Regions from separate parts of the Sus scrofa genome. Here region 1 is linked to region 2. A link is a contact called in public HiChIP or PLAC-seq data. All regions are on one chromosome and are shown on one strand. Each heading gives the region's core, a stretch centred on a gene start, on an enhancer-like site or on the middle of the called end of the contact. The rest is flanking DNA. Distances are from core to core; before and after follow the strand shown.

The links. HiChIP or PLAC-seq counts read pairs in DNA pulled down with a chosen protein or histone mark.
Region 1: a contact with region 2 is called in an H3K27ac HiChIP or PLAC-seq map of skeletal muscle. The contact joins two enhancer-like sites. A contact is called at or near these places in 2 of 2 datasets of contacts at active chromatin or transcription factors (alveolar macrophages and skeletal muscle).

The regions. Positions count from the first base shown.
Region 1 is chr10:27,363,140-27,368,768 of Sscrofa11.1, reverse strand. All of the region lies in intron 5 of C10H9orf3 (aminopeptidase O), which reads left to right. Among named protein-coding and RNA genes, the nearest start is that of C10H9orf3, 110 kb to the left of the region's middle. Within about 2 kb of position 3,883, at least 10 of the 83 cell types and tissues checked have an H3K27ac peak or open chromatin away from gene starts, as enhancers often do. A contact at or near this core is called in skeletal muscle, where this site is marked.
Region 2 is chr10:27,097,552-27,103,692 of Sscrofa11.1, reverse strand. It overlaps C10H9orf3 (aminopeptidase O), which reads left to right. Exons shown (of 19, transcript XR_002336299.1): 15 at 274-390. Among named protein-coding and RNA genes, the nearest start is that of MIR23B, 20 kb to the right of the region's middle. Within about 2 kb of position 2,267, at least 13 of the 83 cell types and tissues checked have an H3K27ac peak or open chromatin away from gene starts, as enhancers often do. A contact at or near this core is called in skeletal muscle, where this site is marked.

The sequences.
Region 1 (5,629 bases), core at 2,634-5,133, 260 kb before region 2:
AGGAGGTCCCACACTTTTCTGATTATACATCAAATTTTGAAGTCACCCGTCTATATATTTAGATTTATTTATAAATTGTACACGCTTAGCACAGTTTTAATATAATAGGTATACTATAATATACCCCAAAACGGAATTTTTTGTTCATTGGTTGGTTTTGTCTTTTAGGGCCACCCCCAGGGCATATAGAAGTTCCCAGGCTAAGGGCTGACTTGGAGCTGCAGCTGCCAGCCTATACCACAGCTACAGCAACACCAGGTCTGAGCCATGTCTGTGACCTACACCCCAGTGCACGGCAAGGTCGGATCCTTAACCCACTGATGGGGGCCAGGGATCGAACCTGCCTCCTCATGAATACTGGTTGGGTTCATTACATCTGAGCCGCAATAGGAACTCCTCCAAAATGGAAATTTAAAAGGATGAAAAAAAAATGACAAAAGGAAGTTCTAGCATTTCTCCCTGCACCCCATTGTATTGGCTAGTACCCCGGGGGTCTCTGCACCCACGTGGGCCCCCTCATGGAGACTGATACCATGGGTTTGGGGTGCTGACTTGGCATCTGGAAAGCTGACATCCACCCAGATGATTCTGCTGCAGGTATTATTTGGGGTGGCGGGGGGGAATGCTGTGAAGGCATCTCTGGGTGGGTATGTACCTCCTGGGAAGCTGTCACAGACTCTGCACCCCGCCGCCTTCTCTCAGGTGAGCGTGTTAGACTGAGGAAAGAGGACACGAAAGGAGTTCCTTGGTGAGGCTCCCTGCTTGCCAGGATCCCTGGCAAGTCACTGAGTCTCCCTGGCCTAGTTTTCTTTTCTGGAAAAGTCAGAGGCTGATTTTGAATCGCCTGCAGCGTATCTTAGAGCCTTAACCTTCTTTGATTTGATGAGGTTTGGATTTTCTTTTGAAGAGGAGTGGGAGTGGCTCTATTTCATTGAGTAATTTACATACACGTATATTTTCTTTTTGATGTAAGGGCTAGTTAGATCATAAGCCTGTGATTTTCTTGTACTGGGCACCTGGGCAGCAGTAGGCGTTTAAATTTTAGGCCCATAAGCTCAAGGTTCAGAGGGCCTCTCTTACTTCTAGTTAATTGCAAAATAAACAGATCTCAAGGGCAGGGGCCTTTTCCTTTCATAATAGCCGCCTCTGCTCTGTACACCATGCATGCAAAACAGCATTTCCAAATGCTGCATCAGGAGCACGCTTCAGCCGGCAATTTATGGCTCAGACCCCCCCCTCTTTGTCCCCTCTGAGTTAGAAGCCGACTCGTTCCCCCACCCCCTCATTTTTTTAGCCTCCAGATATCTCCATTTGCAAGCTAATACGTTGCGTGTACATATGTTTGAACAGTTGTCAGACTTGTCTGTTGCTCAAACTGTGCTTTGGTTTAAAATAAACAACAACAGAAAACTCAGGGGGGTGAGGGGGGTGGGGTGGGGGATGGATGAAGACATTTCAGTTTAACCTGCAGGTGGTGTTGTTTTGACCTTGACAGTCAGCTTGAAACGACCTGTCAAGCACCTTTGTGTGCTTCTGGGGCCTGCCCACCTGGAAGATATTATGTCACCCAAGCTCGATGTGCCCCAGCAGCCAGGCACCAGGTCCCTGGATTTAGTTTTCATCGATGGAGGGTTAATGCCTGCATGGCGGGACTCGACTGAGAGGGGCCCAGCTACAAATGCTGTTTTCACTTAATTTGGATTTCTCTTCTCCCTTGGCCTAACGCTCCCCTCTCTTAGGCTCCCCCCACTCCCCTCCCCCACCCCCCACCCCACCCCCAGATTCCCTCTGCCCCCAATCAGTCTTCCCTGCTCCTTCACCCCCTCCACTTGGCTTCAAACCCTTTCTTCCTGGCTTTGATATCGCCTCCTCAAAGAGCTGCAAGCAATCAGTCGATTATAGACCCCAGAGCTCAGCAAGGCACCCCTCCTGGTAGGTGGCTCAGGCCCCGCTCCCCAGGCCACCACAGGAAATGGGACCCAGAAAACCTGCCAGGCTCCAGACCCTCCACCCCAGCCCCTGTGCCTGTTCTGGTAACCAGATCCCCGGGATTGGGGGTGGGGTGGAGGTACTTCCTCAGCTTAAGTGGTATCTGGGGACACAGACCACTTCAGGAATGATTCTGACCTTTCCTATATGGTCCAAGGCCATCTCTGTTGCATCGGTTTGAATTTTGTCTTTTTTTTTCCTTTTTTTAGGGTCACATCCATAGCATATGGAGGTTCCCAGGCTAGGGGGTCCCATTGGAGCTGCAGCTGCCGGCCTGCACCACAGCCACAGCAACTCGGGATCTGAGCCACGTCTGTGACCTACACCATGGCTCACAGCAACACCGGATCCTTAACCCACTGAGCAAAGCCAGGGATCGAATCCGAAACTTCACGGTACCTAGTTGGATGTGTTTCCACTGCGCCACGATGGGAACTCCTGAATTTTGTCTTTTTGAACTTTGAGTCTCTCCCCTGCCTTCCAAGGCCGTCCAAGGTAGTGCGCCAAGGTTGGGGCGAGGAGAGTGAATGGACAGGTGATTCAGCCTCATGCCTTCCAGTGCTTGGATGGTCTCAGGTGACATGAGGAGGCAGATCATAGCTCTCTACTCAGGGAACCCCTCTTCCTTGCTTCCATGTCTAAGGCCCCAATTTGCTGAAGGAAATCTCTACTGTATTTCTGAAGGTAGAGACAAGAGAGGGTGCTTGTTCTCAAGACCAAATAAATGTCCATCTTACCATTCTATACCACCTCCTCCAATGTCTGACAGGAAATAGGCCCTGGTCTAGACAGTCACCCTTCCCATGTTGTCACCACCACCACCAGCCACGTGGGCTTCCAGAGGTGCCTGGAGCAGACGGTCTCTGCTGGCCCTCTGGATGGCTCTCTGAGGTCTCACTCGGGACCTGGGAGGCACACCAGTACTAGCCAGCCTGTCCCCTCAGACCCTAGGACCTCTCCCAGGCCAGGACAGCACATCACACTCCCTCTGCCACGGGACACAAACCACTTACGCGTCATAACCCCTGCCCCAGAGGCTCCTCTGTGCTGGAATCCTGGCCCAAGTCTTTCCCTGGGATGTCCTGGTTGGAATGAAGGGTGGAGCCAGCCTAAGAAGAGGAGGTGCGGTGTCAGGGCAGCTGGTCTATGTTTCCAAGCACCAGGGGGATCCTGGTCTCTGAGAATGTAAGTGAAGCCGAAATACAGGTGACAGATGGTCTTCACTTGTGTGCCCCTGACCTTCCCATGGGTCTGTGGTCCTTTTATTTGGCCCAGACTAGTTGAGCTGCGATTGTGACATTACCAACCAGGGCCCTGAATAATTTATATGGGCTCCTTCTTCTTTGTCTTTACAAACATAAGCATCCTTAGACCTTAGGATTGAAAAACAGGAGTCAGTGGCTTTGAGCCACACTGGATGCTTTCCATACTAGCCTTCTTTTTTTTTTTTCTTTCTTTCTTTTTTTTTTTTTTTTTTTTTTTTTTTGGTCACACCCACAGCATGCAGAAATTCTGGGGCTAGGGATCAAACTCACACCATGAAGCAACCCGAGCCATAGCAGTGATAACATTGGATCCTTAACCTGCTGAACCACAGGGAACTCCGTAGTTTTCCTTCTTTAGTGATGACACCATCTAATTCCTTACAGGTTGGAGTGTCTATATATGTATGTGTAGATATTATATATAGTCTCTCATTTGATCCTCACAAACAAGCTCTCCAACCCCTCCCACGGCCCAGTTGTTACAGGCTCCCCATAGTTTCCCTCAAGACTAGCCCTGTTGTGGCAGCTCTCCCCAGCTTGTCTGAGATCTGGAATCCCTGTTACCAAGGCCTCTGTACCCAGCCCCTCCCATGATTTGCCTCCTTTCTGCTCAGCCAAGTAGTTTATCTTGCAGGGCGATAAGTCCCAGCAGGTGCTGACAGCTGGGATCGGGGCCTAGGCTTCTGTGACTCTTGGCCCCTGAGGCATAGGGCAAGTGGATCCTAATGATGGGTTGTTTGCTTGAGCTGAGTGATAGAAACCTGCAGACCCACGCATGGGTTGTGAGCTAAGCAAGAGCAGGCCCTACGCACCAGGTGCACTCAGTGTCTTCTCATGTCATTTGTTTCCCCTTGGTTAGCCTTTTGATCTGCCATGCTGTTACTGCCTCTTCTGCAGAGGCTGTGCCTATCCTTATGACGCTTGGGACACTGTATGAGATTGGAAAGAGAGCCGTGACTTTGCATCAGAAAGACCAGGTGCTAATGCAATGGTGCTGTTGACTACTGTGACGCCCAGTGCAGTTACTCGGTTGTGAACTCCCTGCTCCCTCCAGGACTCTTGGGCACATTAGATAAGATCATGTGTAAAGTGCCTGCTGCCTGGTAGGTCCTCAGCAAATATCGCCCCCATATTTCAGTAGGCTTGGAGAAACTGGGTAGTTTTCTGGGTCAAAAACCACCTAAGATTTGTTGCTTATTAGTGTGAATTACAAACTTTAAGGTCCCTACCAACCCAAAATGTCCAAGATTCTCTGAAATAATAGCTGCAGGGAGAAGATAAAAATAAGTATGATATGTTACCATAGCAGTAGAAACACATGAAAAGTTTGTTTCATTGAGTTACTGAGTTCAGATTACTCAGATAGTACAGATGGAATTTGTCAAGTCACTGAAGGAGCATTTGAGAGTAGCAACTATATTCTGATTAGGTTTTCCTTCAAGGATGCAGCTTGACCTTTAGTAGTTTAAATATACATGTTAACTTTTCTTCTCTTCAAAAGAAAGTTGAAGAAGGCAGCGGTATAAAACCAATGGGCAGTTTTGGTCTAGGTCAAATACATTTCTTAGTTGCTTTTTCCATATCTAATAACCTCACCTGGATTCAGCTGAACCATCCAAGCTCCTCTGGGGCTTTGGGTCCACCAGACAAAGCTCTGTGACCTTGACCTCTGTTCCCATCACTCTGGATCCAAGATAGAGCCATGTCCACTCCTGAAGCAACTACCTCTGGTCTGTTGTCTGTATTAGACATTATCTGATCTGTGCTTGAAAGGACCACTTGATGGAAACTTCCAAAAGAACCCTGTATTGCTGCTTCTGAATGGAGAGGCTTAGAGTGGGAAATAAAGCCAGGATGGAGGGGACAAGCAGCAGCAGGGCCAGGTGTCCTGCCCTACTCTCTTTTGATGACCAGCCCCACTGGATAGCCTTTCCAAGGTCCCTCTCCCAGAAGTACACACAGCATTTTGTAAATAGCACTGCCTATGTTGGTTGAGATAATCCTGTGGACCAGAATGGGAATGGCTCAAGATGCTTTTGCAAAGGAATCAACCTTTAAAGCCTTTGAATAGCGTTTCTTTAGTAAAATTATTTTCTATTTTTCTTCCCCACCTCTGCTCCCATCTACCTCATTCCTCTCATTCCTTATATACTTTTATTAGCTTTTTGTATAACCTCCTGTGTTCTGTTAGAAAAAACAAAATTTGACTGAGTAAATGTGAAGATCTCATTAGCTTTATTCAGTGATTCATGAATTGGACAGCAAGTAGAAAGGTGCTCTAGGGAGCTGTACAAAATGGAACAGAAGAAAGGGTTGTTTCAGGCAAAATCACCTTCCCTATGGAAGAAGGGGGCAACTATCATGCAGATTACCTC
Region 2 (6,141 bases), core at 1,018-3,517:
GAGCCTGTGGTGTAGGCCTGCAGCTGCAGCTCCAATTCGACCCTTGGCTTGGGAACCTCCATGTGCCATGGGTTCGGGCCTAAAAAGACAAAAATAAGTAGATAAATAAACCTTGAGGTTTTACCAGAGTCAAGTCAGCAGCCTTCCTGTGTTTCAGACAGCGGCTGGAAGTGCCCAAGTTACCCTTGATTTGCTGTCTTCGGTCTGAACGTTTGGGTGTAATTTCTCAAAAGCTGCACGGCATCTTCACGGGCTGTTCGTTTTTGCCCTCAGCTTCTTCCAGACCAGCTGCTCTTGCTTCTGGAGCATCTCTTAGAGCAGACGACCTTGAACCCTCGAACCCTGCAACGCCTTGAGCGGACATACCACCTCCCGGAGCAGGATGCAGAGGTAACAAGGAACGCCCTCGACTTAAATTGTGGGCCCTCCCCGTGGGTGAAGAATGATGGTCCCCTTGAGTCCCCACCTGTTGGAACTGCTCTTCCATTAACCACACCCGTGCTGTGTGCTTACCAGTGAAGAGCCGTACTTGAGGCATAGGGTGAACTGCTTCTCTGGGGGTGCTTGCTCCAGTGGGGGGCCTCTGATCCCGGTCATTGCCAGGGCATGAGGTCCTGAGTTTTTCCCCCTCTTTCTTCTTAAATCACCAAGGTGGACAGACGCCTCTTCAAGGAATGCATAGGCGGGTTGAATTGAGTGTTTTTGAATTGTGAACTCAGGCGGGTCATCTTATGCACGATGGTGGTGCCGTCCTGTTGCATGCTTAAGGAAACTTGGCTCAGATGTGCCAGTGCTTCTTGGTAGCATTCAGTTAGGACAGGAAAGGAGCCATGTGGAAAGGAAATGAAAACTAAAGCTAACAGCCGTGGTTTGAAAAGCAAAATTGGATGCTTATGGGAAAGCAATTTGACGTGGTCCTTAATATCTTTTAGCTTATGGTGAAGAATGCAGTGTGAATCCTAAGACAAGTTGCAGGGTTTTTTAAACCTGGAAAATACTATGCAGTGTATTTAGTCATCTGAAGTAAAGACTTAAGCACGCAGTCAGAAAAGCTGTTTTATATAGAACTCCTAAAACGCAGGTAAGTTGGATTTGTGTTTAGAGAATTACTGAATATGTAAAAACTGTGCAGTTCATGATGGCAGCCGTCAGGCACATGTGGCCGTTGAGCACTTGGTATGTGGCTGCTTCACATTGAGAGATGCTATGAAATGCATGGTGGATATTGAACCCAGAGGATAGAAAGAGGAAGCAAAATACCCCAGTAATTTTTTCTTGTTGATCGCCTTGTCAAAATGATACTTTAGACTCCGTGGGTTAAATATTATTCAGATTAATCTTGCCATTGTTAAAAGGGAGTACATCGAGAAAAGCCGGCTTGTTGTTAGGTTAAAAGATGGTAAGATGGACTTTGTTATACATTTTTAAGCCCTTAACGTAAAATTTAGGATTTAATGTAAAAAAGAGAGAGAAGACATATGTAGTTTTTTTTTTAACCCATCTGAGCATAGATGAAATGTGCAACTGTTACTGTTTACTTCAGCTCTTTATATTTTTGTTTATAGGAGTTTCCAAATGCCAGCCTGTTATTTTTAATTAGTGTTTAAAGGAGGGCTCTATTTATAGGCATGAGGTTATGCTTTAATCAGAGCTGAATACCACTGAAATGCCAGGCCTCAGTGACGGGCAGGCAGTGGACAGACGGAGGCGGGAGGATCAAAGCAGGTGCCGGGCACCTGTCCCTCCTCGTCCAGAAGCCGGGAGGTGGGAGACCCTGTTTCCCCCGCCCCCACCCCTTCCTCTTGGCATAAACATAAAGCACATCCTGTTCTTAACTTACAGCTCAACTTGCTTGTTATATATAACTTCTTAAACCTTTGAGAAATACAACAAGTTTTATTTTGGTTGCTTGTTTTTCAATCTCACAAAATATACCACGATGCCCAAAGCCTGGGCAGTCTCTTCAGATGTGGTTCTTTGGTGATGAGAGACTGAGGCCTGAGGAAAGCTCTGCTCGGTTTGAGTAGCTAGCGTGCCCAGCATTCGTGCGGTTCACGGATGCTTAACTCTGCCAGGCACCAGGGATGCAGCAGTGGCGAGGGTCAACCTCAGGAAGTTTGTATTTTGGAAAGACAGCTCATACGTAAATGAACAGGACAGCCTCAGATAAAGAGCAGCAAAGGAGAGTACTGGTGACATGGGCTGGGTGTCTCCAGGTAGAGTGCAGGAAAGGCCACAAAGAGAATGTGACATTCGAGCCAGCACCTAAGGACAGGAATGAGTTGGCCATGTAAAGCCAAGGGTCAGGGCTGGTTTCCATACGGAGGTGACAACAGGTACAGGAGTCTGAACATGGCATAGGGGGTCAGCCAAGTTTTTCTGTAAAGGAGCAGATTTTGATAGCTTAGGCCGTACAGTTTCTGCCACAACTAACTAGTCCCCTCTGCTGCTGTGGCTCCAAAGCTGCCGTGACAGCATGTACACGAACAGACGTGCCTTGTTTCAGTAAAGGTGTTTATGGTCCCTGAAACTTGAATTTCATATAATTATCACATCTCAAGATAATTCTTCTTGGTGCTGTTCCTTTTTAAAACTATTCTAAGACGTCCACCCCACTCCTACTAGCTGTGGGCCCGTTTGGCCTGCCCCCTCTGGAGCTGGTTGACCCCTACTTTGGGACCTCGGGTTGAGGTCAGGGGGGCACAGGGCCCAGATCAGGGGAGGCCCTGAGGCCTGACCATGTGCCACTGCCTTGCCCCTTCCCAGGCCCTCTGGGGCCCCGGCATGTGGTCAGTTACACTGACGGCTTAGCTCACTGTGAGGTTGCCTTGAAATGTCACTCAGAACCAGAAAAGCAACAGGATTTTGACCAACCAGGGTGTTTTCTAGAAACTTTATTAGTTAAATGTGATTTATTGTGACACTGATTAGCAGGAATTTTGTTGACTAGCCATCTGCCTTTATCTTAAGTGACAGAACATTTCATGGGAGAAAGATTTGTTATTTGGTGGAAAAATGAGGATTCTGACTCTGTTCTAGGTGCTGCTTCTTGACCAAACATAGCAGGATCGTCCCTTTCAGTTGTTATCAGAGCTTGCTAATGTGGAATAAATAGTAGTCATTTGAAACATGGCTGAAGATACTGGCATGTGGCAGGTTGTGTGTGGAGTGGTTGCAGTGGGACGTGGCCCTGGAGCTATTTTGCTGGCAGGGAGCAAATGCGAGTTAAGGCCCCAACACCCTGTTCAGGGTGCTGCCCCAGGCGCCGGGACTGTGCTGTTGAATTGGGCGTCTGTGCGCAGCAGCCGGGAGTGCCCCTGGCAATGGGGGCTTTATTCCTCATCCTTAAGAGGTACAGAAAGGCTCCCCTCACTCTTCCCAAAAGCACAGATGTGAAGTCACTTTTCGAGAGGGCGAGGCCACCCCTTCCCTAGCTCGTCTAAGCCCCTCATTGCCCAGCGCATCGCTTATTGGCAAAACGGCATGTTCTGGAAAGTACTGGGAGCCTCCGTGGTGCAAGAAGCCTGCGCTAGGGTGGCCCCCGATCCTTCTTTCTGTTCAGTAGTCATTTTAGCGTCTTTGCCATCACCTCCCCCCTGCCCCTGTCCCCTCCCATCTTCCTTCTCAGTGGTGGTGGTGGGGGAACTGACACTGGCCCCCTGGGAGGTTTATTTTAATTCTTTCATTCTTTTATTTTATTTGATTCTTTCTGTGTTGCTCCACATTTGTATTAGTTGTGTTGCTTTTGTGTATCAGTTGTGTTCCCGGGATGTCTGTTCTGTTGGTCAGGATTTCTGAGCATGATGACCAGCTTGATGGTGATGGTGACCAGCTGTTGGCATGTCAGGGGCACAGAGTTGCTGATGTGCCTGCCTTGTGGGTGGTGGGAATACACAGGTCTGCCCCGTGTGTTCAGAATCTTAAAGGAAAAATGCGTGAGCGCAAATATCCTAAGCCGGGCACAGTAACACGTGTCCTCTCAGGCCATTTTGTGCCTTGCCTCTTGGGTGGCACTCTTGTCTGAAAAGAAGGTCGCTGGAGAAGGAATATTTGCATTCCTTAGCCTAGAAACCAACACTTAACTACAGGAGTCAACCGTGTGCCACCTCTGGAGTCAAACCTCCAGCCATATCCTGGGCTGCTCTCCCAGGTGAGAAAATGGACTGAAGGAAACTTAGTTCATAGAAATGCATCGTCTGTAGTTTCTGAGCAGATCGGTTCAAATAGAGAGCCATAAAGGTTTTTAAATATTGGACAACTGATTCTTGGAACAGAAGCTGTTTTCTGAAACCCTTTTAAAAATGAGTTTCAGCAAGTCTCTTAAGCTGTAAAAATAGCTCTCCCATGGTACTGGGGTGAGGCTTCTGTGCAACTTGGCCCTGTGACCTTTCTTCCTCAAGAGCCCCATGCCTGACCTTGAAGCAACCTTATTTCCACAGACTCCGGTGGAACATTTCGAAACTGGGACGCCTCAGATGAATGTTCAGAAAATCCAGAAACAAACAGGAACTCACCGCCTCATCTGGCTTAGATGGGAGTGGTGCGTGTTAGTCAGAAAAGTCCCCGTGGTGCCATGCTCTGCTCTGATGTCTCAGTTGGTAGGTTGAGCCAGAAGATTAATTTTCAGGGAGAGGCCACCATCAGCACCAGGTCATCCCCTCCCAGTATTGGGGGAAGATGTGTTGGTTGAAAGGAAGAGACCCCTTAGGTGAGTTTGGGGTCGAAAGAGTGGGTGCTGCATCTGTCTTCCCCTGGCACCCAGTCTCTGCTCACGGCTACCACTCTTCCTGGTACTGGCTGAGTCATTGACCTAGCAACAAGCTGAACTTGGTCCCAGGTCCCCAAATGGCTGGTGGCCACTTAAAAGTCACGTACCTTCAGGAGCCCCATTTTCCTTGTCTGCATGGCAGTGGCCTGGACTGGACTGCTGGCTCTCAGCAGAGAGAAAGAGAAGAAAGTAGTGTTAAGAGCACTTGGGCATCTGGTCACAGAATTCTTGATCTGGGGGCTTGGGAGAGTTTTTTTTTGGGGGGGGGATGGTGCTTTAAATCAAGTTATCTCAACCTGGCATTTTGGACATAGGAGCAGATAATTCTTTGGGGCGGGAGCTCCCTGTGCATTGTAGGATATATTGCATCCCAGGCCTTTTTCCATGAGATGCCAAAAGCATCCTCTCCCTGCTTCCTTACCCCAGTTTTGGCAACTGAAAATGCCTGCAGACATCGCTAAACGTCTCCTGGGAGATAGAGTCATCCAGGTTAAGAACCAGTGCTCTAAAGCAGCAATTGACCACAAAAGGCAACTTTTTCGTCTCATCTAAAAAAGTCTCTGAACCCAGAGTGGTTAGAACCCAGAGTGGAATGGCTAGAACATAGTTAACTACCTCTGGGGCCACCGTGAGCCAGCTGTATTTTCCCAAGGTGCCAAAGAATGTCACCTTGAGTGAGGTGAAAACAAAATGCTTCACATGGAAGAAAAAGAAGGAATTGCAAACTCAAGTAGCAGTAGCAAGTAAATCTCAGGAAGCGGGTTGGTAAGCAAGGACAAACCTGTTTTACCAGTAGTACACAGAGAAGCCACGCCAGCATCTGGCTGCATTCTGCTCTGAAAAGGACACTTTCAAGGTTGACTGCAAATGGAAAAACATCCAACCTTGCAGGCCTTTCCCCTCCTGACTGATTTTCCTCTGCTTCAGGTGGAAGAGCCCTTGAAAACCTTGTAAACTGGCTGCCTTCCCTGGTGGGTTTTTTACACATTTCAGGGAGGGCATGGATTTGAATACATTGTCAGTAAGAGAACTCAGGGTTTGTTGGAAAAGAAAAATAGCAGCATAGCATTTATTTGAAGTCCACAGGTAGAAGGTGCAGTCATGGGAACACAGCAGTCTGACGGCTCTGATGCTCATTTCGGAATTTCCTTTAGACCCAAAGGGTAGTTTCTGTGAACTGCGACTATTTCACGATGGACAGACTTCTGGAGAGGCATTCAAAGGGCCAAGAATAAAGGTTTAGTCAGGTTTCATATGTTTACAGCCTAAGACTGATCAGTAGCTGTGATTCTACCCAGTGCTTTTCCTGCTGAAACTCCTGGTCACGGGGACTGTCAGTCTTTTGCAGGGTGTTGGGGGTCAGGCAGGCCCAG